Linked DNA regions of Mus musculus: all the other regions are linked to region 1. A link is a contact called in public Hi-C and HiChIP or PLAC-seq data. All regions are on one chromosome and are shown on one strand. The core of a region is the stretch at or near the end of the contact, and the rest is flanking DNA. Distances in the headings are between cores, read along the strand shown. Region 1 holds the start of Robo2 (roundabout guidance receptor 2). Region 2 overlaps Robo2 (roundabout guidance receptor 2). Region 3 overlaps Robo2 (roundabout guidance receptor 2). Region 4 has its middle 180 kb from the start of Gm52242. Region 5 overlaps Robo2 (roundabout guidance receptor 2). Region 6 overlaps Robo2 (roundabout guidance receptor 2). Region 7 overlaps Robo2 (roundabout guidance receptor 2).

Region 1 (2,571 bases), core at 38-2,537:
ACGTGGGTCCGGCCACAACGGCCATGTCAGGGCACCTTAGACAGTGGCAGGAATCGGATTGAAAGTGGCCTTCTCTAACTGTGCCCAGCCCTAATAGCATCTATTCGGTAGTTTTTGCTTGGACTGTATTCCCTTTTATCGTGCTTGGGCAGAAATTCCGCTCCAGCTCATGTTAGCCTAGTTGGGTTATCAGCGTTCCTAAATCAGAGGCTGCTTTTCCTAATTCTCTTTTAGAGGTCCTAAAAAGAGCGAAGGCTCTAGAAAACCACTTCCTCAAGTCTTTTGATCCTCGACCTCCTCCATTCCCAGAGTCTTCTGCAGGACTCATTTATCACAAGGTCCCGAATTATAGTCCGTGAGTGTTGAGAGGTCAGGAGGCAACTGAGCAACATTAGCCCGATGCCAGTCCTCCCCCTATTTTCTCTTGGGGATTCCGTAGTTAGCCATAGATCTTGGCTAAAACAAGCTGGCCGAGATTAGAGATACCCCTCCCCTACATCCACATAGTTGGTTTTGTGTGTGGTGCGGTGGGGGGTGGGCAAGTTCACTTACAACCACAGAGGGTGTATGTACACAAAACCTTTCTACTCCAATAGATACTTCTTTCACTCCCCTGCTCTCCCTGTTGGCCAGCTTCTTTCTGGTAAAAGGTGAACTCTGTGTGTGTGTGTGTGTGTGTGTGTATGTGTGTGTGTGTGTGTGTGTGTGTGTGTGTGTGTGTGTGTGTGTGGTGATTTTAACAGGTAATGAGGCTGTGCCCGGGGTCCTGGAAGATCATTTTTTTTTTCTAGAAAAGCTCTTGTGCAGCTCCAGCAGACGGAGCGATGAATAATTAGGAAGGGCTTCCATGAAATCACTCACCGAGAAAATTACCTGCCCATTAAACGGGCCGCGTGAAGAGCAGGAGGCTGGAAGCCCACCTCACCCCTCCAGAGGAGGGAGGGAGGGGGACGCCCAGGAGGCTCCCAGAATGGGAAAGAGTTGATGGCAGTCCTAGCGAGCCCGCAGCGGTTCCACATTGGTTTATTTCTGTCCCCCCAAGACTTATTCGCTTGCCTGGTTACCCTTGCTCCGCGGACCCCGGGGAGGGCTGTCTCCCCCTGCACGGGACAGTGATCGGGTGGAGGTGGAGATCCGCGTACACCCCTCCATCCTTCAACCCCTCCCGGGGATATACTGGGAGCAGCTCTTTCCTCCCCTCCTCTCCTGCTTCCTCGCCTTCCCTCCTCCAAGTCCTTCCAGCCCCCAGCAGCTGCTGGAGGAGGCGGTCGCAGCGCAGCCTCCGCCTCTGAAGCGGTGACTGTCCCGAAAGAGGCTGGAGGCAGCACTACTCCCGGAGGCTGGACCACGCGTGAGCATCCTCAGGGCTCCCAGGTCCGGAGCTCCTAGATCTGGCGGTGCTCGCCAGCAGCAGCTGGACGCTAGATCTCTCCGGGGCGGCCCCTCCCGGGTGGCCGCGGCCTCAGCTCAGCCCCTCCCTCTTCCCTTGCTTCTTCTCCTCGCCCTCCTCCTCGCTCCCTCACCACGTAGGAGTTCCCATTCTCCACCCAAGCCGTCCTGCCTTCCCCTTTTCCTTCCTTTTGGAAACCAGAGACTCCGAGGGAGGCGACCAGGCTGCGGAGGAGAGGGCCGGCTCACAAAGTGCTGCTTTGACACATCCTTAGGATGGAAGTTAAGTGAAAACAGAACCACACAAAACAAAACTCCGCGAAGTGGTGCTGCTACGGAGGAAACCAAGGGGAGAAAAACCCGGTGGGCAGGTCAATGGTTGCTTCGCAGCGCTTTGGCAAGTTTGTGGAACACTTTCTAGGAATTAGGTCTTTTTTGTACCCCCATCATCTTCTTGACTTCCGAAGAAAGAAGTTGTGTTTGGATTGCAATGGAGTCTAAGGAGACAGGGCTAGACGCACGTGAATAGTCCCGCCAGCTGGGCTGAATTTGTGGGAATTTAGAAAGACAGCCTGTGGAAGTGCAACGTCTCTGAAGTCCCCTGGGTTCATTCGGATGGCACCTAACGCGTCCCGTGACAGACCTCTTCACCAACAGCTTCCGATGTTGCCATTTTGCTCTTCTTGACCTTAATTAATCTCTAGGAAAGTCTAAACTTCGGACCTACCTCTTTTTTTGATACTTATTTTTGTACTTCTGCTCTCTGGGATTGGTTTCTTAAACAACCTGGATCCTTTTTCATATGTCAAAATGAATCCTCTGATGTTTACACTATTATTGCTCTTTGGATTTCTCTGCATTCAGATTGATGGTGAGTTAAAGCACCCCTTTTTCTCTGAGATTGTTGTGCCTTCTAAAGAAAATGACAGTGTAGTTGGGAGTATGTTTGGCGAGGCACAAGCTCTTCAGGGCTAGAGGTTCTATGCCTTTTGTTTCTAACCTGATGCTAGTGGAACACCTTATTGTTACTGTTATTGTGATTCATTAATTGAGGCGTTTAGCAGTAAGTGATGGGCTCCCAGCTTAGAAGAGTAACTATTAAAAAACAATGCTAAGAGAGAACCCCGAATGGTTGTGACTACTCTCTCTCTTTGGTATTTGTTCTGGTATCTAAACTTTGGC
Region 2 (2,571 bases), core at 31-2,530, 440 kb after region 1:
AAGTCCTATGTCGGATCCTGTACGCACACAAGGTAATTTTGGCAGCTGTGAAAAATTGCTGGCTTTAGTAGGGTGTATCAACTTAAAACTTGGGCATTGCATGAGCAAAACAAATGTGTAAATGCAGACTGTACATGATACTCTGAATTTTGTCCATGGAAGAAAAGGTTTTCAGACTGCCTTGCTATGATGTATGCTTTGAGAGTACTAAAGCTAGTTTCTAGGTAAAGCAAACAAATAGTTAAGTACGTGTGTAGTAAATGAGAATCTCTGAGTGAAAAAAAAAACCTTTCCCCTTCTCTATTACACAATAGAAAAAAATAATAAACCCTTGAAAAATAGATGCCCAGACATCATTGTCAGAATTATTTTTCTGTTTTTGTGTTTCATTCCTCAATCCACCCAGGAAAGTGGATCTCCCAGTGTGGATTTTGAATACGAGTATTAGTGACCATAAATCTATTAGAGAGACATTTTCAGGCTTAAATCTAAAGACAAAAGGAGGTCAGAGCCCTGAGTTGAGTTACTATGGCATCTATACTGTATAGCACTGATGCTTAACAACCACTACTGTGTTTTGTGTGTGTGTGTGTGTGTGTGTGTGTGTGTGTGTGTGTGTGCCTGTGTCTGTGTAGGTGTGTGTGTATATACATACATATATACACACAAAAAACATATATATAATTATATTATGTATACACACAGTATATATGTGTGTGTGTATATATATATATATGCATATATATAATATTTGGTTATTTCAAGCGATATTTATTTCAGAAAAGAATAAATAAGTCCTTCTTCTTGGCATAGGTGATTCTTCTGACTAATATACCACTATCAAATAGAATATTAAAATGAATGGAAATTTTCATCTCCACCTTTTCTGTAACCTGTCCTTTACTATAGGCAGGAGTAGGGGAGTGCTTAGAAGTCATGACACAGAAGTCACTGCTATGCAGGTTTTATACAGAATGCTATATTATCCTTTCCTTCCCTACTAGTAATAGAAGGAATAGTACAATAGAAAATGGGACCTTCATTGTTTGTTACAATCTACTCCCCACAGGGTTCTAGAGAAAGGATTAATTATTTATTTGCAAGAGCTTTTGAAAGATATATAATTCAAGTAGTATTTTTATGCTATGAAAGGCACCATGCAGCCATAAAATATTATTATAATTACAATGTCGTTCAGGGGTAGTGACTAGCATGCCATTATCACAGAAAAGGGTGCGGTAAAGGAATGAAGTCAAATAAAGTTGCCACGTGATGGGAGCGTGGCTGACACGATGACAGTTGAGGGAGGAGGGGATGGTACTCTGCTTTTGTTCTCTCCGCCATAGTGTGCTTAATTTTCCATGATGATGAAGGGTATGTAGGTAAAGAACCTGTCTCCAGAGAGAGAGAGAAAGCACAACAAAGACTTTGAAGACCTGAAAGTAGTTACATTTTATCTCATCCCTATGCGACCACTTTTAAGGTGTCTGGATTGAAGGAGTAAATTAAATGACTGAGTGTGAAATGGAAGAGATATACGATTTTTTTTAAGTCAAGAAATTTTAGACTGTATGTTAGCTATACCTGTGGGGATAGCAGTCATTGTTGGATGTACAGCTGCAGTTCGAGGTAGAGAAAGACCAAGGTTGAGAGGAGTTCCTTTGTGATGCAGTCTCACATACCTTCATGATCCTGAGTAACTGTGCCAGGCATGAAATATTGACTCAGAATATAAGACTCAGTGAAAAGGTCAACAGAGATTAATGGATTAATGAATTGTGTGTGTGTGTGTGTGTGTGTGTGTGTGTGTGTGTGTGTGTGTGTGGTATAGGGGGAGGGAGGGAGACAGAGATAAAGACAGAGACAGAGATCTGGCTTGTTCCAACTGAGAAATTTCACATATCTGATGACCTAAAGTCTTGTAACAGATATTTCATAGGAGAACTCATGTGTTGTATCTGAATGTCAGATTTATTTGTGATGTCACACATTCAGCTGTTTGGAAATCTACAGAGCACTTCATTTCAAAGAACACATTGGCTTTCAAGGTCTGAGTTTTCAATTCCTTTAATAACCACTTACTTTGAAAATAATTTTCTTCGTTAAACCTCCTAAATACTTGTAGGTGAATATCACATTAGGACCTGTATACATCAGCAAAGGTTGATAGTATTCAGATAAAGGACCATTTTGCTCTAAAGCAATTCACATTTTACTTTGTTGCTTAGGTCAAGAATGTAAAAAGGGAAATAAAAGAAAATTACAGTATGTTGCTCCTAATTACTTACATCCTAGTTAAAATTAGCACAATGAAATCACAGTTAAGATATAGACCTCTAAATTCTGTAAGAATGTTACATTATGAACTAACCAGTACCCCGGAGCTCTTGACTCAGGCTGCATATGTATCAAAAGATGGCCCAGTCGGCCATCACTGGAAAGAGAGGCCCATTGGACACACAAACTTTATATGCCCCAGTACAGGGGAACGCCAGGGCCAAAAAAAAAGGGGGGGAATGGGTGGGTAGGGGAGTGGGGGGAGGGTATGGGGGACTTTTGGGATAGCATTGG
Region 3 (2,571 bases), core at 43-2,542, 410 kb after region 1:
TTTCATAAATCTGTCTTGAGTGACTTACGGCAGTGCTCAGAAGTATGAAGAGCTATACTTCAAATGTGACAACTGCTATGAACTTGGGAAATTGAAAGTTAGATACATTTTCATTGGATTAGTAAAGAAAAGGCTCACAATGATGAGATTAGACTGCCACGACACTGCATTAGCTCTTACAATGGCTTTCAATATATTAAATATAGACATTCAAACTTTTAGAATAATGCTCAAAGGCACACAACAACTGAAATAATGAATTACATGCATCATTGAAAACTCATTATTATTCAAATGTGTTAATGGAGTCCAAAACAAGTATTTCACAACTTTGAGGATCTTAGAGATTGCATAAAGAGTATTCTAAAACAAATATCATACAGAGAGGAGAAAATTATGTTCTAATTCTAATACAAATAGGGGAATATATTTTCAAATAAACACATAGTCTAGAGAAAAGTGCCTGGATTCTTCTAATAAAGGATTTTAAGGGAAAGTAAGAATCAACTTCAAATTCAGACACACGTAAGACTTCAGAAAACAATCACTCTGTTATTCCAAATGAAGCTTCTTTGTGTTCTTCAGGGAAGCCCAATTTGGAATCATTGAGAACTTACGAGTGAGAATCTGTCCAAAGATGACTTAGGAGAGCCAATTGAGTTTTAAAGTGACAACAAGATTATTTCACCATGCAAATCACAATTGGAATTGTACGCATGCATTGCTGCATTTTGAGATTCTATATAAGTTTGATTAGATATGGGTTGTAGAAAGTATTTTGAATTTCATCAATTGCACACTTCTCACTAGAGAAAAAGATTTACCATATTACACTTAGTCATTTGGAATGTCGCCAATGCCTCAGAATGAGTCCTCTTATCTGTTATATTTGGGGTTAGCACAAAATCTAGATCAATGTTTCTTTGATAATGAATTCACCAAACCATTCTGCCTTATTTTTGACACTGTTCCTAAGGCAAGACTCATACGGAGAGCAAAAGTGCATCTGAGGGCAAAGCTGGCTATGAATAGTGAAGTATTTATTTGTTTACTTGGAAATGTCTTCTGACAATATGAAAATGATCTCAATAGGAAACCTACCTCCTTTCCTATAACCATCTGGTTTATTTTCCCATTAGAAGTCTTTCTCCAGCATAAAAATAAAAATGAACATCTATTTTGGAGATGGGCAACACATTTTTTTTCTTAGCAATAATTCAAAACACGATGAGCAATTTGGAAAAGAACTGTCAAATCTACCAGCTGCCTCGCCTGTGAAGTTGAGCTCTCTTCCGTTTTGTGTCTTATGTACCATATGCTAGCTGCTGATTGCCTCAGTTATAGTAGGAAAAGCTGAGTGGATCAGGTGAAACTTTTGGAAATCATGAATTACAAACACCCTATATAACTTCACAGAAATCTTTAATCATTTACCAATTTAGTCACACACACACACACACACACACACACACACACACACACACACATGCACACACACACAATGTTTTCAACATTTTGATAGAACGTGTTAATGCAACTATTTATAAGTAATTGAGAATTACATGTTATTGCACAAACACCCATATTAAATGATTTAATTTTAAAGAAACAGTGCTTGAGAAATGTCTCAGTAGTTCAGAGCACTTGCTGCTCTTGCAGCATACACATGGCGACTCATAACCATCTGTAATTACAATTCATGCTGATCCCACATCCATTTCTGGCATCCATGGTCACTGTACATACTCGAAGAAGTACCATACATGCAAAAAAACAACATACATACACACACACACACACACACACACACACACACAAAACTTTTGAAGAAGAATGAAAAAAGCCTCCATTTTAAACAAAAATCCTTATGGACTTATCCACACATTAGCTAGTTCTGCTTATATGTTAGAGTAAATTTTAATTATTGGATGACCAAATAATTTTTTCTTGAATTTAACAAACAATCAAAAGACCAAAAAAATTCTATTTGGAGATAATTACAACACATACATGATTTGGAGTCTAAGATGTCAAATATTTCCAATCCTTTCATGTTGCAGTCAAGCTTGGGATTTAGTATTTACACATCACTTAATATGCTAACTATTTCAATAACTTTTAAAATTAGGAATCTCATAGGTCTTACACTTCCACTTGAAATATCTCCTAAAGATGTCTTGAGTGTGTTTTGCAAGATCTATGTTTTGATTCTCAGCCTTCCGTCTCCCTCAGAAGAACTGTTACTCAGGTGACCTAAGGGGGTCATCTCTTACTTGCAAGTGCTATGTTTTCTGTACATAGCACTAAAAAGCTATGTGTTCCTATTGGCAGTGTTTTTTTTAAATTAACTATTACTGAAGCCCGCTTTTTTCACTTTTTAAAATATTGATAGCTTACATAAAAAGTATTGTTTATGTCTTACAAATTTCAATAGTGTTCATGAGAAACGTTATCTTTGCAGAGAGTAATTTAAGGAAGCAATGCAATCATGTATTACTTCTAACACTGAAATAACTTCAGCTGTGTAAGTCACACTATGTAAATTGCCAAACAAGAACAAATTGCTTTTGA
Region 4 (2,571 bases), core at 38-2,537, 380 kb before region 1:
TAACAATGTAGCAATTCCACCCCCCAAAAAAAAACAGGCCCTCGATTAAATTATAAATAAAGTCACAGCATAGTATATGAAAATAGATAATACTATGACATTCTACTTGTATTTATGTTACATACTAGAAGAATATCACCAAGATTTCAAATATTTAAATTAGGAAGAAATTGTCTTCTCCTATGTTTATGTAATGTAGAAATAATGAAATAAGCCTGCTCAAAGAGCCTGCATAAAGAAATGTGCAGCCTGCCCAACAGTTACATGTATAAGAGGGGCAAGAAATAGTAAACTACAAAAATATCATCTTAGCACCCTGGAGTTCAACATAGGGAAGGAAAGTGTGTTATGATGCTTTGTGTGACTCGAGTGCTTTGTTATACCTTGATGCATAATTTACGGCCACTCCTTCCTCCAGCTCTTAAAACAAATCTTACAAAAAATGTTCTCTGCATTCAGTACAGGACCCCTGAAAAGTACTTGTAATGAAAGCCTTTCCATTTAATGGTTAAAAACAAGGTAAATAGAATTTATGGCTGTCCAGGGCCCAATTAAACTTCCATTCAAACTTGTCCTGACTGGAAAATAAATTACATAAGGATTCTGAATACGGTTTTTACACACTTGGGGGGTGGGGGACAAACATCTGTGGAGAGCTGTGATTTATAAAGTATTGATTTCTTTGTTAAATAATGAATTAGATGTCCTACCACAATATTATTTATCAAACTTTTTGTCATATAATTAAATTGTCACATAATGGATTGTCCCCATATAGATTCATTAAATATTAAAAACTACATGTGACACCACTCACCTTATCTTTGGCTAACAACACTTTTCCTCTGTTCTTTTCCATTAAGGTCAATAATGGCAGCTGCCATCCACATTATTGAAGCTGTAACCTCTGCTTCCCAGGGCTACAGAAACCACAAACACATTCCTTTAGCTTAAGCAGGAAAACCCCCTCAGTAGCTGGAATTACCCACACTTGGAAATCAAGTCCTTGCATGGCAAACATTCCATTGAATTCAAGAGAAGTTATAAAATCAACATAAACAAAAAAGTTTGGCATTAAAATTAGATTTCCATGTGTCTGAGTCCTCCTCCCCTTAATCACCCCTGACTTTTCTTAGAACATTTGCTTATAGCCTATATTGTCCTGGCTCCCTCCCTGAAACACCCCTCCCATCCACTAGCCTGACTCTCCATATATTATAACTATAGCCACCCACAAAGTGTCACCAGCTGCATAAATGTGTTTCCATCTTCCCCTGATCACTAACCCATATTCCCACGTGTGCTGACCTCCCCTCAGGAGTAACTGAAGCCTTGCCATAATTAATACTTGTTGTGGCCACGTAATCCATTTCCACCCATCCTACCCCACAAGTATAATAGAGTCCTGTTTCTCTCCACTTGACACTCACGAGCTGACATTGTTTTGGAAGTAAATCCATGCATCCCATTAAACTGTATCCACAGCTGGACAGAGCGGTCTCATGTGGACGAGAGATGCTGAGGCAGTTAACAATATAGGCTAGCAGTAATTGAATGCTTAATAGTCTCAGGTATTAGACTAAACTTTATTACTGTTCCCATGGTAATTTGTTTAATTTTTAATGTTACAAACTTTATCATTTAAAAAAATACTCATGCAAATATAAATATCACAAAGCAAAATGAACAAGACCCCAAGTATACCCAGTTCAATCAACTTCTGTACAGTTAGAACAGACAACTGGAATAAAGCCTGGGGCTTTACATTAAACCTTACACTCTCATTATTACGTGTATTTCAAGTATTTGCTCAACACAGGAAAGGAGATAATATAAAGTCAATTGTTTTCTGGCTATAATTTTTCCATAGTTCTTTAAAAAATTGGTGGTAGATAGGAACATAGGCTAAACTAGTACATGCATGTTCTTAGTCTATCATCATGGCAACCTAACAGAATGTGTACTGACAGTTTTCTTGTTTCATTCTCGAGGAGGCTATAGATTAAATGTAATCCGTCATATGCTGATGTTACAGTACTCAGAAATGACAGTAGAATGTAGGCAACAAGTATATCTGCTTTCAGAATCTATTTATATTTGTACTTCAGTGCTCCTCTGTGAATAGGAAAAAAAAAAGTATAACTAGAGGACTGAGGACCGCAGGAATTATCAGTTCTGGAATTTCTGTGTTTGGTTAAGTGTGTGAGTGTGTGTGTGTGTGTGTGTGTGTGTGTGTGTGTGTGTGTGTGTGTGTGGTTATAGCATAGGCTATCTGAAAGACCAGAATGTTCATCTTCTAGTAATGAATAAGAGGACAGTGAGTGTAGCTTGGTTAGGATAGTGTTTGTCTAGTAGGTTGAAGCTGAGGCATCCACTATCAACAAGGCATAAACCAATGATAATGGCCACAACCATAATCCCAGGGTTTGGAAGTTGGGTGCAAGATCAGGTGTTTACATTCATCCTTGTCTACATAGTGGGATTCAAGCCAGCCAAAAATACACGGACACCCTTTATCAAAAACAGTAAACCAGCAAGAAAAGCAAGGAGAATTTTTAAAAAGATAAAGAT
Region 5 (2,571 bases), core at 37-2,536, 320 kb after region 1:
GAGTGTTCTAGGACAATGGAAGAAGGAAGATAAATGGTTCCAAGCAGATGAGGACAGGGCTCAGGCATAGGATGAGTTGAGTGAGAGTAAGGAAATTGAGTGAAAGTCAGCCAATGTGTCTACACATGCACTTAGCAATGTGAATCCATTCGGAATTTGTGAAGAACATGTTCTACACTGAAGTGAGTGCTTCCAACATGGTGACAAGACATGGAGATGGTTTCACTTGATCCATGAGGCAGGAGATCTTGTAAGACCTGCCTAGACCTGATACATTTAAAAACTAGTATCATCTGCACTGGATCATTTTATGTGAAGTTATTGAGAAAGAAGGAGTAGAAAAACTCAAAAGTTCATGTCTAGCTGGAAAAAATATTCATGATCTTCTACATTTAAAGACTATGAAAGTTATCAGGTATTTTGACTAGGTCAAGTGTGGATCTTTTATTTAATATTTCACACTATTGACACCAGGTAGGTGGTAGAAGACATGAGCTTCCACAAAGTTAACTTGAAATCTTAGGAAATCTGTACTAAGCTTGTGATATTTGATAAGAGTACACAGGATGATACATACAGGAAGCAGACATCCTAAAGTTACATCATTGATATGATGAAAACCTAGCAAAGACTACATTTAAAACATTAATGGTAGGCAGCCAAATAGAAGGAAGGTATCATTTTTAGGGCATGAGCAGTGTATATTTCAAGTTCCAGTTCATCAGATGCTACCAATATGAAATGACCACTGGAAACAGTAATATGGAGACCTCTGGACTCTGTTATGAAGGCAATTTTGTTGGAGTAGAAAGGGGAAAGTCTTTATTACCCAAGGTTTAAGAGAAAATAGAAACGAAAAATTAGAGATAGCAAGCAATAATAGCATTTCTAGTTTCCTGTAGGCCAGGGAACAAAGAGAGATTATCTGGAAAGGGACAGGAGGACAATAACATGGATTTGGTTTCATCTTAAATGAGGCTCATAAAGCTTGCCAATATGCTTACGGGAGTCATCTAACACACAACAGAGAAGGGAAAAAATGTTGCAGGAAAATGCTTGAGTGGAGTTGAGGATTCCAGCTAGAAACAGGGGCGAAGGTGATTTAGGCACAGGGAGACTGTTGCAGGATGTAGACAGTGGCCCATGAGTAAGAAATATCTTTGGTCTTTGTCATCTGCACCTCACAATGTGTTTGTTTGGTTTTATTCTCACAGTCACATTTCTCCCCCCTCCCCACCCCTTTAAATAGGCACACTAGCTCACATTGTTTAGTAGAAGAACAGTGAAATGTGCTGAAAGGGAACAGATTTCCAGACAGGGTTGAGGTCTCAGCTAATCTTTTACATGTGGCTCCTTTTATAGCCAGTTTGTACAAATAAAGAGTCCCCTTTTCCAGTCTGATTTAATGGAACAATGAAGATGTGTTTGCTCATGGACATGAGGGCCCCACCCTTGGTTTCAGGGAGCTCCCTATCTAGTAGGACATGCTCAGAGGTACGTAGACTGTATTTTCTAGATAAAAATCAAGATCCGGTCATCCCATTTGCAATCTTCTAATGAGAGAGAATTGTTAGCGCCAAGGCCATCTAGGAATGCTCACAGCATGTGTTTTGCATTACAGTAATTAGTGTCAGATGTTTAAAAGTGCTGATTTAGAGAAACAAACAGTGGTGGAGTGGAGGGAAGACGGAATGTTCAGCTCTGCCTTAGACAACTTTGCCTTAGATGTACGGGATACAAAACTAAAGCTTCAAAACTGCTGACAGCTCCCGAGAGGAGGGAGTTCAGTCTGAGCAGGTAGATGAGGGGCCACTTTTGAGTGAAAATTATCACAAGCAACATGGAGCACTGTCCTGGCAGTGTTAAGGGTGGCATAAGTATGTATGTGTTTTAAAACGATTAATTTGCTGGTGTGTGTGTAAGAGAAGAACCATGGTAAAGAATAAGAATTATTAGTTGCCCTGTGCCCTGGCCTGAGAAGTCTAATCAGGATGTGTCAAGAGCTCCGGCTATTGAGAGTAGAGGTAGAGGTAGATACTGTTTGGTTTGGGAAAGAGCAAAAGGGATTTGATAGTCCCTCTCAATAACAGAAAAAAATGTAAACTTGAATATCACTTGCTGGTGCTTAGCTCCATGCATAGCCCACTGCTGTTCACCAGGAGGGAAGCAAGTGTAATGAGCTTGCGAGGTACATATTCAGGCTGAGGTCAGTTGAGGCAGTTGGAAGAACGAATTCATTTCTTTGGCATCTTCACTTTGTTTAAGGGACACTGAATTTATGACTTAAACCTAAAATAAAAAGAATGTAATGAATAGGGAGGATTAAGGGCAATGAAAACAACATAACTAAAATAAAATGATAATAAATGCTGACAACATTAATGCATAGTTAGGAAAATTATTCTTCTCAATCCTCGAAATGATGAGTTACATTGGTTTTTGTACTAAGTAATTTCTGGGGTGGAGGGAATGTGCATAATGAAGAATATTTGTTTTGTTGCTGTTGTTTTCTTTCTTGTATCCATGGTAACATTAGATTAATTCCTTAACAAAGAAAATATCCTAATCAAA
Region 6 (2,571 bases), core at 31-2,530, 290 kb after region 1:
TTGACAACGATCCTCTCTACAAGGAGAAATTTCACAACTACGGTTTATCCAATGACTAGAAGAGGCTCATCCATCCTTCTTTGTCCCTGTCTAAATCTCCACTTGGCACTCTCACCCCCTCTTCCCAGGATTGACCCTGCAGCTGCCTTACACCGAAGAAGCTGGGAATGCTGGGAGATATATGTGGATAAACTGATAACTCTTTCTATTAAGAAGTGCCTTGTAGGAAACATAGAAGTCTAGAAATCTGGGTTGGAATGAAGAGTGTACTACAGAACTGGACGGACCAGAACAGTTTTAACAAAGAGAAGGGAGTGATTTTTCAGAAGAAATACATTATGCTTAAAAAGGACTCTGTGCCTAAAATGCAGTAGGTTACACTCTAAGCAACTTGTTTTTATTAAGGTGCTGTTAGCTTTTCAGGGTCTATTGTATTCCATAGAAGAATTTTCATCTATCCATGCATATAGAATCTATGCACTTTCTGGTATCATCAGAACTATGAAGCCTTTAAGTGTGGAGATTTTCTGTTTGTCCTAACACTCAATTTATTTATTGTTATTACTTTTATGTGTTTGACCTAATATTTTAAAACACGCACTGCAGTAAGTTGAATATTTTATTGTTTAAAATATTAATACATACTGCAGTAAGTTGAATATTTTATTGTTAACATATTAATTACTTCTAGTGTTTTTGAGATTTTGCGTGATGGGTGAGACAGTCTGACTAAGTTCCTCAGGTCCATTTTTTTTTAACTCAATCCATAACCCAGGCTGGCAGGATTTGCAACCCTCCTTCCTTGGTCAACCTAGAAGCCTAGATTAAGGCTTGCATTTGGAGGCCTGAGTAGGAATGCATATTTGCAGGAAATGCACTTCCAAGCATTTATCTACAATGCAGCATTGACTGAAAAGTAGCTCTACCTGTTTCCTGCAGCTTCTCGGGACTCATATCCATGAAGTCTTGTACCATGCACAACTGGCGATACTACAATGGTAGTCCATAGTGGCGCATGCGTTAAAGAATGCTGGTACTTGGAAAGCAGAGATAGGAGGATCTCTCTAAATCTGAGACCAGCCCTGTCACATAGCGAGATCCCATCTCAAAGCAAACAATGATAATAATAACAAAACAAAGAAACAAAATCTGTGGCAGCACTGACTTTCTTGGTCAGTTCAGTCATAGCTAAGATCACTTAGTGGTAGGTGTCCTGAAGGACTAAACCACCAGCTGTAGCTGACATCTCCAAGGAGCTAAAAGGCTCCTTAGCATCCCTTTGAAAGGAGCTTTACTGATGCAGTTCTTCCCCCCAGAGACTCTTTCCTACAGCCACTGACAGCAGATTGTGTTATCTATGCTAATGTATAAGACAAACAATATAATAGACATAATTTAACTTCTGTTTTGTAATAGTTTTGCACAAGCTAAATTCCTCGTGATTTGCATCAGAGTTAAGCCATTAAGTCTGTATTAAAGGAGCCCACCTGCTCAGGCTCTGGAGCACTTGTATCAATTCCCAGCAGAATCTTCCCCTGTTCCCCTGTTGCTAGCTACACGTTCCTCCTGCATGTCCTTGGAAAAGCCCACAGCTTAATTGTGTTTGTCTTACTGAAGTTAAATGATCTATACGCTTACAACTCTTTCACTGTACCACCTCCCATAGGGCAGTTAGTTCCTTCAGAGATAGCCATCAATAATCTACCTTAACATCTGCAGACATACCTTGCCTTTGAATACCAAAGTCGCCAATTTTTCACATAACAATAAGCCATTTCTGTCATCCAATTAATACAATTCTACTTGCCTGAAGTTTTTTAACTTAAATGACATCTCTTCCTGAAATGAATCATACTGTATTCAGGCAAAAATGCCAACCAAATTATTTCCTCATTGTTATTAAGAACTAAAGCCTAAGTTTAATTCTTTTTTACTTACTAAGCATATATATACATATATACATACATATATATATATATATATATATATATATATATACATATATACATATATATGATACAATTTCTACTTACCCTATTATTTCAGAAAATCATATCTTTATTTTTATTGTTAAACATAAGATAAACTATGGTTCCAAATGTACATATATAAAAAAGAATAAGGTTTTTGTTTGTTTTACCTTTAGCTCTATGTTTGTTATGAGCCGATTCACTACAGCCAAATTATAGATTAAACAAATTTTGCCAAGAACAGATGTATGGTGAAACTAAATGTGGCACTGACATACAATAGGGTCTATTCATCCTTAGAGTTGGACAAAGTGAGGTCATTTGAGGGAAGGAAAAATCATCAGTTGGGAAAATAAGCCAGATACAGAAAGTCACGTACCATATATGTTTTTCATATGTGGAGTCAAGATGTTAAATGTGATGAAAATCCAGGTATAGTGACTTATACCTATCAAACCACCACTTGGGAAAGTGACACAGGAGGACCTAAGGCTCTGAGGATGCCTGGGCTATAGAGCATAACTCTCTCTACAGACAAAAGTACATAAAACCAAAAACAAACTAATTAGCAACTAAAGTAAGGAAAGAAAAAGAGGAAACC
Region 7 (2,571 bases), core at 38-2,537, 270 kb after region 1:
ATCTACAAAAGACACATACTACACAGCTGAGAGAACGAAAATATACACTAATAGCAGAAATATGCTAAGAAACTTATGGTAGACCTAATTTATTAAAACCTCACTCATGTTGACTAACATATATATATATATATATATATATATATATATATATATAAAATGGTATTCTTTCATTTTGCATGTCTGTGGTGTACATGCGTATATTTGTTCTCATGCAGATGCATCCCCAAATATCTGCAATTATAGGGACATGTGTGCCTCTGTATGATTGTGTAGGCCAGAGTTAAGCATCTTTCTCAAGCACTCCCCACTTTATACATCGAGATAGGGCCGCTGATTTGAATCCAGAGCTTGGAAGCTAGCAACCCAGCTTCCTTTGAAGCCCACATGTCCTGCCTGTAGTGATCCGCCTTGCAAGGCATCTGCTTAATTCATTGGCCCATCTCCTCAGGGCTTACACTATTTTTATGGGGAAACAGAAGAGTGGTCAAGGCTGAGAATTACCAGAATTGCTGAAAACTCTTACATCTGCCTTTAATAGTCTTGATTTTTGCCTATAACTTATTTGAGAGATTATCCTCCATGTTGTTGGAGCACCAGCCATCAAAGCTCCATCGGGTATGTATCTTTCTGTGGCTGACATTTTCGGGGTCCTCTAGTCTAGGCGTTCTGTGTGGGGAATGTGCTTTCTTTGTGAAGGTGGCCATACAGCTAGATGAGGAAAATGTCTAAGATGAATTTGCTTGCCTGAATCGATTTGCATATGATTCCTCACAAAAATTCTTTAAGTAGTTTCTATTTATCTCAAGAGACCTATTAATCTAGATCATTGCTTTTGTTTCGTTAACTCTCAGAGTAGACTTCTTTTCAGAGTGGTTTGTTTAAATACTCTAATGAAGAAACAAATCATAACTGGCTCAAGCTTGTCACAGAGCCTTATCAATATTCTATTTTGTTGCTGCTAGAAAAAAAAAAGAAATAACTTTTATGATCCCTGGACTTCGATCATACTTAAAAACTTGCAGTCTCTCCTCTAAGAATATCCTCTGGCCATCAACCGCCTCAGATGTCATAGTCCTGCAGAGTATATACACAGACATCTATGGTAATGGTATTAAAGATGTAAATAATACTTCCTACTTTAAAAAAATGGCAGAAGAGAAGGAGTGACTGAGTGAGATTGAAGATGCATGAAAACCAGACATAGCACAGGTACTGTGACTAAGACTGAGACTGTGTCCTGAAAACCTACTTCCTAGAGGCTTAGTCCCATACTTAGTGCTCTTGGGATCAGGAGGACAAAATTAAGACACAGTTTCCCATGAGGGCTCCATCCTTCAGTTATTGTGGTTAAAGCCTCCAAAGGTGGCTGTGGAATCCTGCTATTCATTTACTGTTTTTCACCACAGCTATTAGGTCATAAATTTGTCCCATTTTATGCCACCACCATGTAGTTCTTCACTATAAGACCAAGAGCAATATGACAACCAATTTTGGTCTAAAACTTTCAGACTGTGTGCCTACCCAAACTTCCTCTCTCTATAAGTTGATCATCCAGCTATTGGTTTCAGTCACAGAAATATGGCTAGCATAATAGCACATTTATTTTCATGCACATTCATCTTATCTGAATAAATAATGACATTTCTGAAACAAAATCATAAATAGACAGATGATCTTTGATGTTGAATTCTGTGGTGTGCTTTTAAAATATCTCTTTATTCAAAGAACCTGTAAAAGAATCAAGTATGATTACTTCTACTCAGAAGTTAGGGCCTTTTTCTCTAGGTATTATAAAATCTCTTTGTGGATCATACTCTAAATGTGTAAATGAATACCATTAATTACTGGCTGTGCCTACTACCACTTCACATGTAACTGCTTGCCCTGAGTTGTTTTTACAGAACTCGACTTGGGAAGCACACCCTTGGGGCACATTGAGGATCATTAGAAGAAACAGCCCAAAGAAACTCATTACTTTATTTACTGTTAGAATTTTTTTTGAGGATGTTGTTGTCTGCATGGCCCCATGGGAACACTCCCAAAAGAATGATCTCTCATGGGGCAGTGACAAGAATAGTCTTCTGTTTCCCGAACAGGTGCTTGTTGGTCCTGTGCATATATATACTGAAAGAGCTACAAGTTTTTCCATGTCTACCTGGAATAGCATATACATAGGCACTGAGGACACATGTCCTAGGTTGGAGGATTGCAGGCTCTGCTTTTTATTCTCTTGATGTCACTTCAGGTTCCATCTGATTTATTCCTATGTTAATTCACCACCTTGCATTGAATCCATGGACTTAATTTTACTGCATTTGAATTATGGAAAATATATATGAAAAGTCTTTAGAAAAAGGCAGAGGACGAAAAAAACCAAAGAACTTTAATTATCTGAGACCAAGAAAACTCTTTAAGAAAAAGCAGTAGATTTAAACTACGTGTTGTTAAAATAGTCCTGTATAGATATAAAGTCCCTCAGAGGGAAGAGATTTGTTGAATAAATTCAGACACTCAAGAGAACACCCCTAGCCTAGATACAGTGCATGTGTAGGTAGCTGAAACATGTAT

The links. Hi-C and Micro-C count contacts between places; a contact is called where the count stands out from the background. HiChIP or PLAC-seq counts read pairs in DNA pulled down with a chosen protein or histone mark.
Region 2: a contact with region 1 is called in an H3K4me3 HiChIP or PLAC-seq map of embryonic basal ganglia, with 4 times the contacts expected there. The contact joins the enhancer-like site here to the promoter of Robo2 in region 1. A contact is called at or near these places in 1 of 39 promoter capture datasets (cranial neural crest), 2 of 484 Hi-C or Micro-C datasets (both in uterus) and 9 of 115 datasets of contacts at active chromatin or transcription factors (VIP interneurons, embryonic basal ganglia, embryonic forebrain and 5 more).
Region 3: a contact with region 1 is called in a Hi-C map of cortical neurons, with 2.6 times the contacts expected there. The contact joins the enhancer-like site here to the promoter of Robo2 in region 1. A contact is called at or near these places in 4 of 39 promoter capture datasets (cranial neural crest, hippocampal neurons, maxillary cranial neural crest and 1 more), 5 of 484 Hi-C or Micro-C datasets (cerebral cortex, cortical neurons and forebrain) and 6 of 115 datasets of contacts at active chromatin or transcription factors (a beta-TC-6 cell line, embryonic forebrain, embryonic midbrain and 2 more).
Region 4: an H3K4me3 HiChIP or PLAC-seq map of embryonic limb bud shows a contact between it and region 1, with 5 times the contacts expected there. The contact joins the enhancer-like site here to the promoter of Robo2 in region 1. A contact is called at or near these places in 8 of 39 promoter capture datasets (the HPC-7 cell line, cranial neural crest, embryonic stem cells and 4 more), 25 of 484 Hi-C or Micro-C datasets (the AML12 cell line, cardiomyocytes, cerebral cortex and 13 more), 9 of 115 datasets of contacts at active chromatin or transcription factors (differentiating embryonic stem cells, embryonic forebrain, embryonic hindbrain and 6 more) and 1 of 9 other capture datasets (embryonic stem cells).
Region 5: a contact with region 1 is called in an H3K27ac HiChIP or PLAC-seq map of VIP interneurons, with 4 times the contacts expected there. The contact joins the enhancer-like site here to the promoter of Robo2 in region 1. A contact is called at or near these places in 7 of 39 promoter capture datasets (frontonasal cranial neural crest, hippocampal neurons, liver and 3 more), 8 of 484 Hi-C or Micro-C datasets (cerebral cortex, cranial neural crest and uterus) and 7 of 115 datasets of contacts at active chromatin or transcription factors (VIP interneurons, craniofacial prominence, embryonic basal ganglia and 4 more).
Region 6: a contact with region 1 is called in a Hi-C map of olfactory sensory neurons, with 7 times the contacts expected there. The contact joins the enhancer-like site here to the promoter of Robo2 in region 1. A contact is called at or near these places in 2 of 484 Hi-C or Micro-C datasets (cranial neural crest and olfactory sensory neurons), 4 of 115 datasets of contacts at active chromatin or transcription factors (differentiating embryonic stem cells, embryonic forebrain, embryonic limb bud and 1 more) and 1 of 9 other capture datasets (pancreatic islet).
Region 7: a Hi-C map of olfactory sensory neurons shows a contact between it and region 1, with 4 times the contacts expected there. The contact joins the enhancer-like site here to the promoter of Robo2 in region 1. A contact is called at or near these places in 3 of 484 Hi-C or Micro-C datasets (cerebral cortex, cranial neural crest and olfactory sensory neurons), 4 of 115 datasets of contacts at active chromatin or transcription factors (SST interneurons, differentiating embryonic stem cells, embryonic limb bud and 1 more) and 1 of 9 other capture datasets (pancreatic islet).

Annotation. Positions count from the first base shown.
Region 1 is chr16:74,410,541-74,413,111 of GRCm38.p6, reverse strand. Robo2 (roundabout guidance receptor 2) reads left to right here and starts at 1,287. Exons shown (of 28, transcript NM_175549.5): 1 at 1,287-2,260. The coding sequence starts at 2,200.
Region 2 is chr16:73,968,515-73,971,085 of GRCm38.p6, reverse strand. Robo2 (roundabout guidance receptor 2) reads left to right here. Exons shown (of 28, transcript NM_175549.5): 12 at 1-32. Among named protein-coding and RNA genes, the nearest start is that of Gm22163, 89 kb to the left of the region's middle. Within about 2 kb of position 1,280, at least 3 of the 459 cell types and tissues checked have an H3K27ac peak or open chromatin away from gene starts, as enhancers often do. A contact at or near this core is called in embryonic basal ganglia, where this site is marked.
Region 3 is chr16:74,004,637-74,007,207 of GRCm38.p6, reverse strand. The region is part of intron 6 of Robo2 (roundabout guidance receptor 2); the gene reads left to right. Among named protein-coding and RNA genes, the nearest start is that of Gm22163, 53 kb to the left of the region's middle. Within about 2 kb of position 1,292, at least 6 of the 459 cell types and tissues checked have an H3K27ac peak or open chromatin away from gene starts, as enhancers often do. A contact at or near this core is called in cortical neurons, where this site is marked.
Region 4 is chr16:74,794,462-74,797,032 of GRCm38.p6, reverse strand. It overlaps a transcript of Robo2 not described here. Among named protein-coding and RNA genes, the nearest start is that of Gm52242, 180 kb to the right of the region's middle. Within about 2 kb of position 1,287, at least 11 of the 459 cell types and tissues checked have an H3K27ac peak or open chromatin away from gene starts, as enhancers often do. A contact at or near this core is called in embryonic limb bud, neural tube and second pharyngeal arch cranial neural crest, where this site is marked.
Region 5 is chr16:74,092,411-74,094,981 of GRCm38.p6, reverse strand. The region is part of intron 2 of Robo2 (roundabout guidance receptor 2); the gene reads left to right. Among named protein-coding and RNA genes, the nearest start is that of Gm22163, 35 kb to the right of the region's middle. Within about 2 kb of position 1,286, at least 37 of the 459 cell types and tissues checked have an H3K27ac peak or open chromatin away from gene starts, as enhancers often do. A contact at or near this core is called in VIP interneurons, craniofacial prominence, embryonic limb bud and 4 more, where this site is marked.
Region 6 is chr16:74,120,955-74,123,525 of GRCm38.p6, reverse strand. The region is part of intron 2 of Robo2 (roundabout guidance receptor 2); the gene reads left to right. Among named protein-coding and RNA genes, the nearest start is that of Gm22163, 63 kb to the right of the region's middle. Within about 2 kb of position 1,280, at least 2 of the 459 cell types and tissues checked have an H3K27ac peak or open chromatin away from gene starts, as enhancers often do. A contact at or near this core is called in olfactory sensory neurons, where this site is marked.
Region 7 is chr16:74,139,392-74,141,962 of GRCm38.p6, reverse strand. All of the region lies in intron 2 of Robo2 (roundabout guidance receptor 2), which reads left to right. Among named protein-coding and RNA genes, the nearest start is that of Gm22163, 82 kb to the right of the region's middle. Within about 2 kb of position 1,287, at least 4 of the 459 cell types and tissues checked have an H3K27ac peak or open chromatin away from gene starts, as enhancers often do. A contact at or near this core is called in olfactory sensory neurons, where this site is marked.